Linked DNA regions of Gasterosteus aculeatus: region 1 is linked to region 2. The links are chromatin contacts, called in public Hi-C maps. All regions are on one chromosome and are shown on one strand. The core of a region is the stretch at or near the end of the contact, and the rest is flanking DNA. Distances in the headings are between cores, read along the strand shown.

The links. Hi-C and Micro-C count contacts between places; a contact is called where the count stands out from the background.
Region 1: a Hi-C map of whole body shows a contact between it and region 2, with 4 times the contacts expected there. The contact joins two enhancer-like sites. A contact is called at or near these places in 6 of 6 Hi-C or Micro-C datasets (blood and trunk muscle, liver, skeletal muscle and 2 more).

The regions. Positions count from the first base shown.
Region 1 is chr17:9,057,237-9,061,388 of fGasAcu3.hap1.1, reverse strand. All of the region lies in intron 2 of kaznb (kazrin, periplakin interacting protein b), which reads left to right. Among protein-coding and RNA genes, the nearest start is that of kaznb, 20 kb to the left of the region's middle. Within about 2 kb of position 2,283, at least 1 of the 9 cell types and tissues checked has open chromatin away from gene starts, as enhancers often do.
Region 2 is chr17:9,007,384-9,011,912 of fGasAcu3.hap1.1, reverse strand. It overlaps kaznb (kazrin, periplakin interacting protein b), which reads left to right. Exons shown (of 9, transcript XM_078092027.1): 5 at 999-1,190; 6 at 3,173-3,309; 7 at 3,502-3,672; 8 at 4,486-4,529. Among protein-coding and RNA genes, the nearest start is that of LOC144383002, 5.0 kb to the right of the region's middle. Within about 2 kb of position 2,777, at least 5 of the 9 cell types and tissues checked have open chromatin away from gene starts, as enhancers often do.

The sequences.
Region 1 (4,152 bases), core at 1,034-3,533, 50 kb before region 2:
ATCCTTAGAGTTGCACGTCTGGCTGAACAAATGTTGTTGACCAAAGCGCTGCAACTGCGCCAAATTAGCATCACGGCCAGTATGTTTTTTCTTCTTTTTTTCTTTTTCTCAGAATCACATTCTACTCTGGTGTGTGTGAATATTTCATGCATGTGAATTTTTAAACCTACGAGCTCAGATTTCTGTTTTTCAACTTCTCACATCGTTTCCCATGTTACATCAAGTTAACAACCTCTTACATTTTGCATCCCATTTCAGGGCTACAGCAGGGAAAGCCTACACATAATCGTATAATTCTGTGTGCTTAGAGACCTTACAGTAACAGAAGTATAAGTATATATTCAGACTTTGATGCTTAAATCTGTGGGAATTCTTCTTCGGTCTTCCATGTTTAGTCCATTTAAATGTGTTTACTTTGTGCATGATTTTGTCATTTTGTGATGCTCAACTTGGCCCTAATCCCCCCCCCCCATCAATTTACCCCATTGCTCATACATTAATACCGTGCTTCATCTCATCACTCCCTGTGAACACGATGACATGCTGAATGCGTAAACAGGCCACAGATGTTTAAACGCTGAGAAAGCATGACAAAGTGTGAATGCAGCAAACAGGATCAGAAATGTCAAACACATAACGGACAAAACTCATTTCAGTATGTTTGCCTGAGCTTATTATTAGAAATGGAGGCAGTCATTGTGATTGTGCCACATGCGTCCCTGTGTAATGAATCATGTCCCTAATGTGCTATTCTGTTCTTCCCCTCGTTAGTATTCATGAGTGTGATTGCCCTCCACCACTCTGAATCCTCTCCCGCTCTCCTACGGTCTTCACGTAGGAAGTTGTGAGATGCCACACTTTGCTCTGCCTGGATTGTCCACCTATTGTAGTTTGAGTGCTTCACGTTTCCATCAGCCCATACACATGCATAATCATGCATCACTGTTACTGAATCTTAACATCTTTTTCCAGTTCCCTAGAGGGAGATTCTGCTCCGTTGTGAATCTTGGAGATGTTATTTTGGTGAGCAGATGGTATTTTTTATTAATGAACCGCACAGAATATATTTTAGTGACACAAAATGCCAGACAGGTGCTTTTGTCTGAGCTGTAATTGTTATTCTTTTGAAAAAACAAAGGCAGACATTCTCTTATGCAATGCAATCACCCAAGGAATTTAGCTTAACGTCTAAATTAAATTGATCTTATAATTTAAGATGAATAAAATAATTAACCTTTATGAAGATTGTTTTGGTGGCGTTAGCTTTTACAACTTTTTTTCTTATAGGTGACATTCGATAGTGCACTTTTAAAAACATAGTTTGCATTATAAGTGACAGTAGAATGTGATTTTAGCAGCAAAGGGGGAGGAGGACATGTTGTATATTTATCCAAAGTTATGCAGCTGAATCCAGAGGATGTATCAGTTGTGCTGCTGTGTATTTAAGTGTGAGAGCCCTTCACCGTACTCTCCAGCTCCTCCACCACAACAGTGGCTTATGTTTAGAAATGGCTTTTCTCTTTAGGGAGAAATAAGATAAATCATTACGTTTTCAATGGTGTTAACGAATCACAGTCCAATGTGGTTGTTGTCTTTGGTAAACAAACTGCCTTTTATTCTGGACCAACAAACACTGTTTTTCTCCTGCTGCTTCCATCTTCACTCCCACTGTCATTTGACTGTGTGTTTGTCGCCATTTTCTTCTCATCTCCCAGGCAGAATCACACATACCAACAGACAACAAGTCGGCACACATGTTTACCCGAACACGTCTTGAACTATCTAAATCTAGATTACAAGATACTGTTTGGGAACATTTACTGAAGCATATTCATTTATCCAGCATGAATGTATAAAATGATACTATGGTAATCGGTTTGCCCACATGCATTTTTTTTTGGAACAGAAAGAATACTTTCATTGTTTTGCTTTCCATGGGTTTTATTAATATCCTGTTATAATCCCTTACAAGATCCCAACTCTCTGAGCCAAACTAGTCACACAAACTCAATACAGCATGAAGATTAATGTAACTCCCGGCTGCTGCAGGAGACAGCCGATTAAACACATTTAAGTCAGATACATTTTCAATTAGAATAAGTCGGAGCCATTAAATAAAACGCATATTATAAAAGTATCTCATCAGCATAGTTTGTCTCTGCAAACACATTTGCATAAGTGCTTTGCCCTTTTGCGCTAAAGCACATGTAAAGTAGTCGTAGCCTCTGACTGTCGTCGCAGCCTAAAACCGGTTTTCAGGCAGCAGAACGAACCTCTTTTTCCTCCAATTACATTCGCGGATGAGTCAGCCATATTCCTCTAATTAAAATAATCAAAGTCCTGCTGTCAGGTTGGCACTTCTTCCTCACTGTTGTGGTTTGCGTTTAATTGCTTTTGCATGTAAGCCATCTCTGCGTGTGCACGTGTATGTGAGCACAGGTGCGTGCATGCGTGAACATACTGTATGTTCACGAAAGGCCCTTCAAGCCGAACAGTATGCGAAGCCCGGAGTACTGAGAGAGTGTGTTCCTTTTACTGACTCCTACTGCACGCTTGGATGTCTTTCAATTTAGTCCTCCTGATAACTCCTCTCTCTCTCTCTCTCTCTCTCGCAGAGATAAATGTTGAAATATAATAAATGACTTCACATGTTTTGACTCTCTCTCACACTCGATATGCCCCTCCATTTCTCTGCCCCTTTTTTTATCTTTCTCTCCGCTTCCTTCCCCTGTTGCTCATTTTTCCACTTGTTCCAACAAGTGTTATATCTTGTAGCATTAGCGAATAAAGGAAGTCATTCCTGGAACACAGCAACTCTAAGCTTGAATTTAAAATGGACGATTAGTTTATTATGTTATCGATGTTTTAAACATTTCGATTATTTTTTTCATTCCGTGCCAGACTGTAGCACTTAAAGACAATACTGAGACAGTAATTGGACTCGGTAGTATTTCTCTTCTCGCAATGGGCATTTTCCCTGAGAAGGACATTGAGGATGTCACGTAGGCGACCAGAGATTGGAAACAGTGTGCAGTGTTTGGCGTGCATACAAAGTAGCTGCATGAAGACACCAACGAAGCTTTGATGGAGTAATATTGTCCTTCAGAGTTACTACTCATTGGAATTGTCCTCTAGAGTGGGAACACATGATAGTAAGAGGAGCCTCTCAATCAAAAGCCTCTGCAGATTTGCCGTTTCGCACACCGACAAGGTGATAAGCTCCTTATCAATACACCCGGTACCAGCTGTGAGTACTGCACAGCCTTCCCTCTCCTAAACCTCTCTGTGGGTTATTTGCCTGCAGTGCTGCATTTAACCTGGGAGTGGTCTTCTGTGGTGCAGAGAATCCCTGTTTGGTCTCTAAAAATGTTTTGACTGCAGTGTAGACGGACGGTTGCGTCTGCTGCTGCATGCTGTTCACTGGCTTTGGTCACGTGAAGACACAGTCTTACATTTGGTTAATGCACATTTGATCGACAGCACTCGCACGTCTGTGCAGTTCATAAGAACATATGATCTGTGCACTGTGCCTGGTAGTGTATTTAATGAGTTGACGTCGAGCCTCTTCCCTCCTGTTTGCAGGCTTTTTGCTGAACCAGGCTAAGCCTGCAGCTCCTTATTTAACACACAGACACGAGTGGAATCATTCAAAGGAAAGAAAATAGGCTTATTCCCCCAACACGTCAAGCTGCCTCTTTCTACTACAACTTCTGTTCTATTAGTTGAAGATGAATTGTTTAACATTGAAGAAGCATCCCCCAAACTCTCTGTTATTCACAGAATAACATCTTCATCTCTTTATCCGAGCTTGCTCCAAGTAGTCCTGGGAGTTGTAATCTCACCTGTTCTCAGCAGCCTGCAATGATTGGCCAATACATAACTAAACGTCCATCATAAATCAACAGGGAGAGCTCTGTCAGGTTGACTTCCACTGCAGTTTCCCTTCTGAAAATCACTGTGCAGCTCTGAGAGAAGAAAGAGAGAGAGAGATGGATGGAGCACGGTCTGCCAATGGATGAGGTTTTACCTTGAGGGACATCCTCTTGTAGCATCACCCAGGGACAGCTACTGGGCTCCATTCAACAGCCGGCCGATAGTTATGACCTGTAGTTGATATTTCCCTTGAATCAGGACAGTGATTAAGCTGCCGCT
Region 2 (4,529 bases), core at 1,528-4,027:
TGAGTGACACGCACGAGCGCACAAATACACACTTTGTTACACGCTTCCCCTTAAATTTTACATCATTTTACATTAAGTCCTGCAGGGACCCGCATACAATTAAGGCCATAGTGTACTTTTTCGCCAGGCAAGCAGCCCTGCATATAGGGATGGCATGTGTCTGAAGGTTAGTTGGTTTAACCACTGGTGTCCAAGGAAGTGGAGGGATTGCAGATGCAAGACATCTGCAGGCATTCTTGATCCCCAGAGGATGAACTCTGCTGATCGATATGTTGTACTGATCCACTGCTCAATTGATTAACTAATCTTTCGGGCTTTATCAAAGTGGCAACCTTGTTGGGATCTTCCATCCTGTACGGTATTAAGTTCTTATAATTCTTTAGGTTTTCAGTAGATTTAACAGTGAAGTTGTTTGTTTTAGCTCAGTTTTTGGTCTTTGTGGAAATCATTCTGTAAAAAAAGAAGCGTGTGTGTGCAGTATAAATCATCATGACATGTGTACCTCTCTTTCTGGTATGTACTTCCCTCACTGGACTGACATTCAGCCCATGAAAAACGATTTTTATCTATTCCATCTTTTCTCTCTCTGCTGCTCAGCAAACATGTCCAGCCCCCCGGTCCGTTAGTTCCCTGCTCTGTTTGCTGTGTCCTCTCCTTAGTTTCTTGCTCTTGTTGGTTTTCACTGTTGTCCCTGAGGGTTGGGAGGCATATCGGTAGGGATGAAAAACACCGCACTGAAGAGCACACCTCAAGTGTTTGTTGTTCATTTGTTCGATTCCAGGTGTCCAATATAAGCTTGATTTTCCGCTGCTTGTACATTTATTTTTTCTTCTCGATTTTACACCATTCTCCTTTTTTGTTGTTGTTTTATTTCCTCCTCTCTTTTTTTGCTTCTTCTTAGTTTCATCTCTTATAATTTCATATTCTCAAAAAGCCCACGGTTTCCCTGAAGTTTCCCTGAATACTCTAAATTCTGAATCGCTCTCTTTCTCCCTCAGTGTTGTTGCGTGAGGAGGTGGTGCAGCTTCAAGAGGAGGTCCACCTGCTGAGGCAAATGAAGGACATGTTGAGTAAGGACCTGGAGGAGACCCAGGGAGGCTGCTCTGCCAATCTGCTCTCGGCCACGGAGCTCCGGGTGCAGCTGGGTGACAAGGAGCAGGAGCTGGACCGAGCCAAGGAGGCCTTACAAGGTCAGGAGCCAACGAGCGCTGCTTTTTTTTATCTCCTCATCTCCGCTCTCCGTTCTTTCCTGAGGAGAAAAGTCACCGTTTATATACAGCAAAGAGAGCGGTTTGTGCTGTTGGTATGACCTCCCATGCTTTAGAATTCCATCACGCCAGATGTTGTTGTAATGGAACCCTCTTTATCTCCGCAAAGAAAATAACTAGTCTGTCTTTTTGTCATGATACACGTTCCCTCTATGGGATTGCCGATAAACCCGATGTGGCACATACACAGAATTATGTACATTCTGACAGTGACCCGTTACATTTCCTATCAAAAATGTACTGGAAAGAAATATGGCCTTTCAATCGAGTTCTTCAAAATGTTAACAAATCCAAATCGTTGTTTTGAAGTGTCTTGTTCTAGACCAGCACATTTTATTTTATTTTATTTATCTACAATAACTAGTAAGCTATAATTTAATGAATCACATTTTAACTAATTCACTAATATTTCTATAGAGCAAAGACAGTGGATTTCCAACTATACGAACTGCCCTTTGTTCATCCACCATTCTTATCTCACTAAGAAGCGTTGCCTTGCTCCCGGTAAGCTCAATCTGTTACAGTCCATTAAAAAACCCCGTTTTCTTTCTCCAGACTGACATTGCTTCCAGTTGTGACATTGAGTGGTTAAAACCCAACAATGATATACTAATATATTTATTTGAAGTCTGGAGTCTTTCATGGCACTCAAGCTCGCCTTGATCTGTATTGAAATATAAAATGAACAACAGGGCTCAACTCAGCGGCGAGTCGATATCTGTTTTCATCGTGTAAAGTAAGATGCCCTAAATATTTTCGCTTCATATAGTTAAATACATAATCTGGAATCACATTGTCTGTAACACATGTATCTTCAGGTGGTTAAGTCCATGCTTTTTTTTTATGTGAGACCAAAAAATATGATGGCAATAAAAAATACATTTAATATTTTTGGATTTATGCGTAAAAGGTGTCAAACATGTGCACACAAATGGCAACAGAGAAACATCAGAGAAACATGATCCATTATTATGTTTACAACCGGCTTTTTATGACGGTAGACAAGAGAAACTGGATATGCGCATGTGTTTTCGACATTGGTACAACTCAGAAGTATGTGTTGTTGCACCTGCAGCCAAGAGGACTCCAGGTTCACCATATCTTGATTGATCTTAATCAATCATGCAACAGAAGCTTCACTCCCACATAAAAGCTTGCAGCATTGTAGAATGCAGCATTCATTTCAACAAACAAAGCAACAAATCCACCCAGAGAGTAAAAGCAATCCTCCTCACACGTGAGACCCACACACATGGATACTTTGGAGAAAACTGCAGACCAATGTGGGCTTCCTTCATACACTCACCGCCTGCTCTGAGTTGCAGGAGGTAAACTGCGAGCCGGAGGACTGTATTGAGTAACTGCGGAAAAACAGGTTTGAATGTTGAGTGTAAAATATGGAAAGACTGAAACGTTGTCAGTGGGATTGTCTCCTGCGTGACACCTGTGTGCAGTTGTGAAATGTACAGGTCCCAGCCTCGTCTCTCTGCTGAGCACAAACTCTCAAGGCACCCTTGTTATTATCATTGCTGGCAAAGGGGCCCACTTGTTGCATCATCGCTGCTGAGTTGTCTCTGGATGTTGAAAGAAATCCGATCCAATTGGTCTTCTCCGGGATGAGCCAACAATCCGCCAGCCGAAACAGTTAAATGTATGAATGAATATGTTCCACTCCAATTATATTTTGGGAGGATTTCATCACCTTGTCTAACACAAAACAACAAATAAATCATCAGCTGCGTCGCTTCCTTAACAGAAGGTAGAGTGCCACCTAGTGGCTGGTTTCTGACTTACAAATCTCTTGACATCCGTTTGACATTAGAATTGCAGGTTAAAGGGATTCTTGATTTACACCTGGATGCGGCCATCGGTTTAGGAATGCGTTGTTCTGTGTGTGTGCGCAGCCATGAAAGCTGATCGTAAGCGTCTAAAAGTGGAGAAGGCGGACTTGGTGAGTCAGATGCAGCAGCTGTACGCAACACTGGAGAGCAGAGACGACCAGCTGCGAGAATTCATACGCAACTACGACCAGCACCGGAAGGTAAGAGCGGCCCGACCCATTTATCTATATAGTGTAACGGTATACCACCCTTTTTGACCAATACACTCTTTAAAATGGTTTGTAACACGGAATGTACATCTGATATGCTTGCTGACTGAAATGCTCCACTGTTCACTGAGCTTGGCAAGAATTAAGTGTGTGTGTGTGTGTGCGTGTGTGTGTGTTCCTCAGGAGAGTGAGGATGCAGTAAAAGCCCTGGCGAAGGAGAAGGACATGCTCGAGAGGGAGAAGTGGGACCTGAGGAGACAGACCAAAGAAGCAACAGAGCAGGCCAACATCCTGCGTTCTCAGATGGACATGAAGGAGAACCGGGTCAAAGAGCTGGAGGCCGAGCTCACCATGGTGAGTCACCTGGCAGACGACCGCTAGTCGCAACTTTTTTTTTGAATTAGCAAGTGTTCAGGTTCTGGTGTTCAGGCCATAAACGCAAACCGGGCGAGGGTCTGTGATCATGTGGCCGTGCTCATATCTGTTCGAACACGTGCGGTGAGCTGCATCCTCACGCCGCGTCAGTGCCTCTGAGGTACAGTTGTCTGTGTGTCATCAATCTCTCTCCTCTCTCGGGTCATAGCCACCCACAGATCCTCAGGTCAAGCTTCCTTTCGTAGGTACATGAGTGCAAGAGCTGCGTCGCTGTCAAGCAAGCGGGCAACAAAGATGCAAAACATATTTATTTGTTCTTCTTAAGATCCTTGTGTTGCCATCTGTTCATCTTACCACCAAGTGCCCACCAAAGGCCCGTTCATAGTCTTCCAGTAATCCAGTGGAAAACATGTAGGCTACAGCTTTGGCACAATCTGCAAAGGGATAGCACTGCTGTTCTTCAATATTTTTATTGTTGCTAACATTCCCAGTCCACGAAGGACCGGCTCTATTCCTCTAACTGTTTCTTCCTACTGAAAATGTAAATCCAGAAACAATACGGTGGACGTTTGAGTGTGTGGTTGCACACATTATCGCATGCAAACAGTTCTCATGGTTTATCTACAAAAGCTGTTCATATGGAACATTTGGAGTGTTTAACACAATGCACAACAGACCTGAAGAAATACAGACTAGGACTCCGAAAAAAAGTCAATTTGAATTGAATTAAAAAAAATCTTACAAAATGTGTGTGGGCATGTTCATGCTCATGTTCCCGTGTCTCGTTCCCAGGCAAAACAGTCCCTGGCCACCTTGACAAAAGACGTACCGAAGCG